3 separate regions of the Sus scrofa genome follow, and all the other regions are linked to region 1. A link is a contact called in public Hi-C data. All regions are on one chromosome and are shown on one strand. Each heading gives the region's core, a stretch centred on a gene start, on an enhancer-like site or on the middle of the called end of the contact. The rest is flanking DNA. Distances are from core to core; before and after follow the strand shown.

What was found. A called contact is a pair of places that touch in the nucleus more often than the background predicts.
Region 2: a Hi-C map of omental adipose tissue shows a contact between it and region 1, with 2.0 times the contacts expected there. The contact joins two enhancer-like sites. A contact is called at or near these places in 14 of 47 Hi-C or Micro-C datasets (brain, embryonic fibroblasts, epiblast stem cells and 8 more) and 1 of 2 datasets of contacts at active chromatin or transcription factors (skeletal muscle).
Region 3: a contact with region 1 is called in a Hi-C map of omental adipose tissue, with 2.1 times the contacts expected there. The contact joins two enhancer-like sites. A contact is called at or near these places in 2 of 47 Hi-C or Micro-C datasets (embryonic fibroblasts and omental adipose tissue).

Annotation. Positions count from the first base shown.
Region 1 is chr4:31,636,726-31,639,512 of Sscrofa11.1, forward strand. All of the region lies in intron 4 of ZFPM2 (zinc finger protein, FOG family member 2), which reads right to left. Among named protein-coding and RNA genes, the nearest start is that of ZFPM2, 360 kb to the right of the region's middle. Within about 2 kb of position 1,461, at least 2 of the 83 cell types and tissues checked have an H3K27ac peak or open chromatin away from gene starts, as enhancers often do. A contact at or near this core is called in omental adipose tissue, where this site is marked.
Region 2 is chr4:32,092,941-32,095,727 of Sscrofa11.1, forward strand. No RefSeq gene overlaps it. Among named protein-coding and RNA genes, the nearest start is that of ZFPM2, 98 kb to the left of the region's middle. Within about 2 kb of position 1,396, at least 58 of the 83 cell types and tissues checked have an H3K27ac peak or open chromatin away from gene starts, as enhancers often do. A contact at or near this core is called in omental adipose tissue, where this site is marked.
Region 3 is chr4:31,914,595-31,917,381 of Sscrofa11.1, forward strand. The region is part of intron 2 of ZFPM2 (zinc finger protein, FOG family member 2); the gene reads right to left. Among named protein-coding and RNA genes, the nearest start is that of ZFPM2, 80 kb to the right of the region's middle. Within about 2 kb of position 1,372, at least 7 of the 83 cell types and tissues checked have an H3K27ac peak or open chromatin away from gene starts, as enhancers often do. A contact at or near this core is called in omental adipose tissue, where this site is marked.

The DNA.
Region 1 (2,787 bases), core at 211-2,710:
CTGACCTTCTGAGCTGAGTGACATTCCCTTAAACTCACTACAGCTACCTATGTCTCTATCTAGTCACACCTTCCTCACCATCTCGGTGGTTTTTTTTTTTTTTTTTTTTTTTTTTTTTTTAATGTTCTTTTGATCGCTTTTGCTTTACTATTGCATTTTGGCCTTGAATTTCTCAATGGGGCTTAATGGTTTAGAGTAGCTAAGATATTCAGATATTGTGCAGGAGAACAGAAGAGTTAACTTACTGCTTAGGTCATAAAGTATCCTCCATGGTTTAGTTATGACTTGAAAAGCCACCCAGAAACTACAGCTTATTGTTTAATGTTTCTTAAACATTTACTATGGATCTCATTTTCACTCACAAGAGCAAGGAGTTCCCTGGACATGAGGTGTCATTTTAATAGGAGTTGGATACATACATTTTTAAGCAGAAAGTCCCATGGCTCTAGTTTGTGTTCAACTACCTTCCTTGAGATCAATAATCAATACTTGCTCCCTCTTTTTTTTTTTTTTTAAAAAAAATAAGCATTTCTAAGTTTGAAGACCTACCCTCTGGGTGTTCCCATACTGCATCATCTGCATAACTCATCTCCTTTGCTGCCCTACAGAGAACTGTCCTGTGCAGTCATCTCCATACCATAAGGAAACCTTATTGGGCCCGTGGGAGGGAAGCCTGGATACTGGATCCAGAAGATGATTAAAGGAAATCTGTTGGAATCCTGCAAATCCTGATATGATTCTTTCTAACATCTTCATGAACCACTCCTTCAGCTCTGAATTTACTAAATCAAGGATAATTAAAAAAAAAATCAATCTTCTGTAGCCTGATAAAAATTAAAACATAAAAAAAGGGAAATAGAAAATGAAGGTGGAATTTGAGGAGAAAAAAAGAATCGACTCACTTCTCAGTAAATTTTTCTTAATACAGGTAAGGAAGGTATAGCAGATTAAGTTATCTTTATATCTCTATTAAAATGAAAGTAAAAAGAAGATGCATTATTAAAGTTATGACATTTCTTTCCTGTACACAAAGAGTCTAGTTGAAGTATTCAGTACAGCCAAAATTTTAGGGAGTGGAAGATTGCTAAAGAAGGAACTGAAAACATCAAGACAGGATATAATTAAGGCTTAAAAAGGATTTCAACAGAGGTAGGGTCAGCCTGAGGACAAATTGTGGTAATGTTTTATAAGCAGTGATAAGAGGAGATACAGCATTAAAAATAAGAGTTCAAGATCAAGATTCATTTTCAAATTTTAGCCTTTGAGAACCAACAAAGTTCTGACACAAGGAAAATGATAACAAAGTCAGAAACATGGATCCGCTCCTGCCCTGGCCTCCCAAAGAAAGAGGAGAGGACACAGAAGGCAGGGAGAGAAGAAGATAGAACGCTTACTTTAGAAGAAGATAGAACGTTTATCTGACTCTCTGTAGTATCCTATAGAGGGAAGTTATATTTGGGCCAAGAAGTGGTCGGTGAAGCCAAGAGGAAACCTGGGGGATCAGAGAGCGAATCAAAAGAAAAGGGAGGCAGAAATCAACTCATGACAGATCCTGATTTTTATCTTGAGTAGCATGAGTCGCTCAACCTAGCTCAGTGGGAATGCAAAGGGTCCGCTTTTTTTTTTTTTTTTTAAACAAAGTAATACGTGCTTCATAAACGACCACGTTTCTTTTGTAGCTGAATCTGCTTTTCAGAGGCTGTAAAGTAAAACAACAGAGAAATCTGCTGAAAACATGCAAAGCCTGATAGATAACAAACTATCCTTGGATAAAGAAAACTGGGTTTTTCCCCCATAATCTTTCCAAATAAAAGATATTAAGTAAGACATCTCTAGCATATATCTGTCTTAGTCCATTGAATGTCACTCATAAGACTGTAAATATTTATGGCTGGTAGGAATCATGAAGGGCTTCTAGACTTTCTGTTAGAGATGAAGAGAATAGAGCTCTAAGAAGTGAGGTGTTGCATCAAAGGTCACAGTCAGTGTGTACGTGTGTGTGTGTTTTGTTTTCCACATGAGAGTAACTTGTCTTCCAATATAGAACTGCTATAGGATTAACATGTAGTTTATGACTTAATAGTAGTAAAGCCTAACCATGACATCTCATTTTTTTTTCTCCAAATAACTTACTGAGGTTGAGGATGTCATTATTTTCATTGAAATAAAGGTTTAAAGAATTGAATGATTCACAATTTTGGAGTTTCTCATTTATGGGACAGAACTCAAGCTGGCTCCTTCCAAAGCTCTTTTGTTCTGCAGCCTCTCATCTAGTTAAGGAGAACACAATCAAGTCATCAGTTTAATAAACACAGGATACCTCTCATAATTGTCAGCTTTGGCAAAGGATCCTCATCCTCGTGGGAAGGAGCCTTGACAATTGGAGTGTAAGTCCAATGTGCAGCATGGATATAGCACCACTCTTAAATTCAATATCTTATAGGTGACTGACGATATTGTAAGAGAGGAAACGAGGTAGTGATGGCCTTAGTGAATTAATAAAGAGATCCTTCTGTGGTTCTAGAGATATTTATACATCTCCAGGTTTAAAACAGTGGAGAAGTAACAGGCGTCAAGTCTCTCCCCAAATAAGGTATAAACGGACTAATCAATATTCATAGAATCTTGTTATCCCAGTAGTTTTAAAAAATTAGTTAACTGTATGAAATTTGTGGTAGTAATTTATATAAAATATGCTATTAACTTATGTTCTCCGGCTTTAGTAACTAACCCCTCCCATGTAACCACAAAAATATCTAAGGAGAATATTATGCCACATTCTTTTAA
Region 2 (2,787 bases), core at 146-2,645, 460 kb after region 1:
GCGCCCAGGCTGCAGCGAACTCCCAGCTTCCGCGCTGGGAAGAGACCGGCGGCCCCTCCCAGCGAGGACTCCGCGCGCCTCCAGGGCCCGAAGTAAACCGCACGCCGCTCAGCAGAGCGTCCCTGCGACGCGAACAGGACCGGCCCAGGGCCTTTGGTCAGACCGCCCGCCGCCAGCCCCGCACCCGCAGGGCGGAGGCGCACGGCCACCCGCTGCCAAGGCGCGAACTTTTACACCTACTTTTTGTTTCGCTTCGGCTTTGGCGTGGCTAAGGCACCGCCCAGGATCGGGACTCAGACACTGATTTTCCACCGCCTGGGGACGTTGCCTTCCTCGCCCCGAGGTTTCGACCAGCTGTTCGGAGAACTAAGTTCTTACCCAGGTTGCTAAAAAGTGGTCCCCAAGAGTAGCACCCCGTCAAACGCAACAACAATGACAACAACCACACTAATAACTATCACTTAAATGAGTGGGGTTGCCCCTCAGGCTCTACGAGAAAGCAGAGCTAACTGCGCGCGGGGGTCGGAATTAAAAAGGACACAGGAGCGCGAAGGCTGAGCCGAGCAGGAGTGGGCTGTTGGTCCTAGCCTCTTTCTTGCCCGGCACTCGGGCTGTCTATCTGTAACTGACAATTTGTCCCTCCAGCTGCTCAGGCAAAGTTTGACAATTCCGTCGCAGCGGGAGCGGATTTCTCCCTCCCTTTCCCGCCCCGCGAACCCCCCTCCCCAGAAATAATCCCACCAACTCCCGGCCCCGAGTGCAAACTTACGTTTGATCTGCCGAGGCTTGCTCTGCTTTCGCCGGGACATCTCGGCGGCGGCCGCTGCCACTGGGGCTGCCGCGGTGCCCGCTTTAGGGGCTGCCGCTCCTTCGGCTCCCGCCGCTCTCACCGCCGCCGCGGGCCAGGCTCGGGCCGCCGCCGGCCGGACTCTAGGTGCTCCGGACGCGCGGGATTCGGGCGCTAGGCTCCTCTGGGAGCCACGGATCCACGTTTGGAGATGAGCAGGCAAATGAGGAGAGAGGGGGCAGAGAGAGTGTGACAGTGCGGAGGGGAGGGGGAGTGTGGGTGAGCGCTGGGTGGGTTGGGGGGGTGAGAGAATGGGAATTTGCAAACGAATGAACAAAAAGAGAGAAAAGGGGAATGGGGGGCACAAAAAGAAGGAAGAGAAGGAGGGAGGGAAGGGAGAGCGAGCAGAGGGGAGAGGGGAAGAGAGGGGGCGGCAGGCGCGGAAGGAGGAGCGCGCTCGCTCCCCGCTCCGCGGCTCGCGGGTCAGATACTCGAGCGCCGCCGCCGCGCCGCCGCCGCCGCCGCCGCCGCCGCCGACGCTCCGGGCCGCGCAGCTCTCGCTCTGCCGCGGGAGGTGGCGAGGCGCGGGAGGGAGGGGCGCGCCGGAGCTGTGGGGAGGGGGGGACTATTCCATCAGCAAAAGGAGGATTGGCTGCATCCAAAGCCAGTCCGGATGCAAACTAGGGCCCTGGCCTCGGTCGGGTGGGGTGCAAGGGAGCAAGGTCGGGGGTTGGGGGGACCGAGGGAGGCGTGGGGAGACCTTGGAGGGGGGCCACCTTCTGCAGTTGTCACCGCGTCAGCTCTGGGCATTTGCCAGAGCACCCCTCCTCCTCTTCGCGGCAACTTCTTTCAACAGCCCTCTCTGATGGACCCCAACTCTCCTCTTATATGCCTTGCCTATCCAGCGGGGCACAAAGAAATCTCAGTCTCCATAAACTTTGTGCTTCCAGTTATGCTGCCCCCTCCCCTAGTTTCCTCCCCCTCCCTTCCAGCTTTTTGGCAGGAAGGTTAGGCCACTGGCAAAATCCTCTGTGAGAGCCAGCTGATCACAAATGCCAACTGTGTGTCTTGGGGCCAGTTAAGTCCTCTCATCTGCTCAGGCTCTCAGGAGACCATTTCATTGCTCTCAAGGTTCCCAGGAGACCGCTGCGAACACGGACCATCCCCCTCTTGGCCCACACGGATGGGATGCTGAGCAGCGTCTTCACGGTGCTCTTTCTCACCTCGAGTTTTCATTTTAGATTGTAAAAAGTCCGAATTTGGAGCCAGGCCGAGATTTTTCTCACATCAGAAAGGAGGACCATCACCTAGGTGATTAACCCTTGTGGGAAATGAACCGCCTCTAATCAGAACACTAACTTTTTGAGGAAGTCTGTAGAAGTTCAGAGTTCCCACCCCAGCTCCGCAATCTTTCATGCTTTTAGTTGTTCTGCCACAGGGAAGCAGCCAGCAACTAATAAAAGATTTGATCTTGCCATAATTTCCCAAGCAGGTAAGCCCCAATAACTATTTCATGGTTCTTTAGCTTTCGAAGTTTTGTTTCATTCTTATTCAATTATTGTGTATGTGGTATGTTGGAAACTGCAAGCCAAAAGAACAAATTTTGAAGTGATTTGCATAGTTATTATTTTGGCCAAGTTTAATTGCTTGAAGCTACCTTAATTTCTCATAGATTCCTATACATTAAGTATTAAATATATTCTCCCAGGTTGACTTGAAGGAGTGTCTATCCAAGAGGCAGTGGAACTGGCTACTTTATGTAATCAGTATTTACTAATAATCTCCTCTGCAGTTAACATGTATCTACCAGATACTGCTGACTTTTACCCCCAGGTTGTGAGATCATCCATTCTGATCTGAAATCCTGCCCGGCTTTGTTCAGTTGACCAGCATCCCTGTAAGCCCCACCAAACTCCATATGCTAAAAGGGTCTGGAGGTCAGCAGAGAGCCTGGACTGATTGAGCATAATGTAGGATGCTCAGTGTGCAGGAGGCACTGT
Region 3 (2,787 bases), core at 122-2,621, 280 kb after region 1:
CACAAAACAGGATGAATACCCAGCAGAGACTGCAGTGACTAATCAGCTTCGAAATTCATCTCCCGTGAACCAAGGAGTCAGGTTAACCACTGAATCACTTAGAAGCCATTGTTTTCTAGGTCACCATTAATGTAGGTTCTCATAAAAACATGTTTCCCTCCTCTACTACACACCTTTTCTACTCAACTAGCTTTAAATGAAGCATTATAAAATGTGGATAAATAATACCATCCTTAAAGAGGGCTTGTCACTATTTGGTAGAAATATGCGTTAATAAACATGCATTTTTATTATTTCCACTCTACAAATAAATTTAAGAATGTTTAGCTTTCAGGCACTCTCCTCTTAATCCATTAAAAATATTATTACACGACTCTGCTCATAGATATCTAAGTATGGCTCAGTGATATTTTGGAACCAGTTCCCAATAAGAAGAGCCAGGCCAGTCTTTTTTTTTTTTTTTTTTTAACTATCTTTTATCTGTTTCGTTCCCATGACCTTTATCTTGTTTTTTTCCATAGACTATTCTCACAAAATATCAAAATTGTTTAGAAATGTTTTTTTTATCTACAAAGTTACTAACACTTTTTTTTTTTCTTTTACTGCTTACCATCATATGATCTGTAAACTAAATGTTCTCAAATCTCTATCTAGGTCACGATAAAGGTGCTTCATTCAGTTATTTCTGGGTCACTTTAATATCAACATTCCTTCCTGCTTAACATAAAAGCCCTCCTCTCCTCTCTTTCAGTTGCTTCCTTTGAGTATGGTTTCAACTGTGTTTAGGAAGGTAATTTATTCTCAGGGAGCCTATCCGAATACCACAAGTTACCTGACACACCTTGGAACAGCAGTTATGATGGAAATAACTCATAAAACTGACAGCTTTGTTTGTATGTCATTCATTCCCTGGACGATCACTTTGTAGATGTGTCTAGGAGATACAAGGTGCTGAGGAAGTTGGTCTCTCTTCCTGTAACAAAAGGGATTTGACGTAACATGCCGCTATGCCAATCTAATTCCATCTTCATCAAAGGAAACATAACTGGTCTTATTAACGATACCAGCCTGCTTGTCTGACAATCTACAGGGCCCCTCTGGATGACGACTAGTAGCTGATAATCAACCATGGAGTATGAATCCACAGACCACTGTGCACTCAACTAACCAAAGTATGGTCTAGACCGTATCTTCCTTGCTTGTTGATGAGAATGTCATGTGGAGAGGAATCAAAAGCGTTACTGAAGTCTGGATAGATTACATCTATTACTTTGCCCTTATCTACATGGCCTGTCACTCTATCATAGAAGGAAATTAAATTGGCCTGGCACAATTTGCTCTTCACAAAACCATGTTGGTTGCTACCCACTAACTTTTGCTCTTCTAGATGATTGTAAATTGATTGTTTGATGATTTGCTCTAGTATCTGCCCTGGTATCAACGTTAAGCTGACTGGTTTATAATTACCAGGATCTTTTTTTTTTTTTTTTCCCTCCTTTTCTTTTTTAAGGATGGTCACTACTTTTTCCATAAATGGTGACTTTTTTCCCTGCTCATTTTATGTTCTTCCAGATATTAATTAGTGACATTTCAGTTTCAACCCTTCACTATTTTTAGCATCTATACCTTCATTTTCTACATTTTGATTGTCTGTTTATTAAAAATGCATATTCTTTTCTAATCTAATTTCCCATGCTTTCTATATGGGTATAATTAACCCTATCACATTTTAAACTGGACATTTCTTGAGTAATCCAAGTACTACCTAAAAAAAGCTTGTCCTTAAAAAGATTTTTTAAATCCTCATCCTTTCTTCCCTCATGTATCATTTACTGTATTTTGAGGAGCCATCTTACTTTAAGGTTGAACATTTAATTTCCATATAATTTTACTGTTCATGTCTACTTTTATCTAAATGTTTATGTCCTCTTTTCCATTTTCAATATAAGTAAAATGCCTATTTATTTTATATATAATAAACTTGGATGCAAAATCACGTAGGTAATGGAGATTTTTACTAGAAAACAAATAATGGGACTATCCACGGTTCTTCTGAAGAAAAACATTGTGTTCTTAATTTTACCTGTTTAACATATTTGAAAATTTCAAAAAGATATAGGGGAAAACATTTTACAATATAATCTATGCTGATAAAATGCAAAATTATAAACTGAAGTCAATTGAAATATGCATTGCTCATAAAGTTATTACATGAAAAAGAAGACAGTGACTAGAATTAAAGTTAAGAAGTAGTAAATATAAAAACAGCCATATGATGACTCTTTCCTAAAAGGGAAATACTGAAAGTCAATAGAATTTATAGCAAAATTAGATTCATTTCAATCTATATAAAATTACATGCAGGGTACATCTTGTTCATTCTCACTAAGTAAAACAGTAGCTTATACCCAGTAAAATAAAAGATTAGACTGCAGGAAATAGATTACATTTTAAAACAAGATCAATCAGAAGAGTTAAAGCAATCAAAAATTTTCAGAGCAAAACGACTATAAAGCTGCAAGTATCACAACATCTAAAAAGTTTCAGGAAATAAGCAGAACTCATAGAAATGTAAACAATTAGACTCTAAATACTCCCAAGGAGATAGGAAAGATGAACTCATGATGAATATATGTATATGATTACAGATAGTCAGTTATATGAATCAATTTTTAAGTATAATATTGTGCTAAGTGCTTTGTTTCCTTTAACCCTTATCCCAAATCTCTTAAACCACTTTTTACAAAGACTGCTATTGAGATTATCTAATGATTTAATAAAAGATGT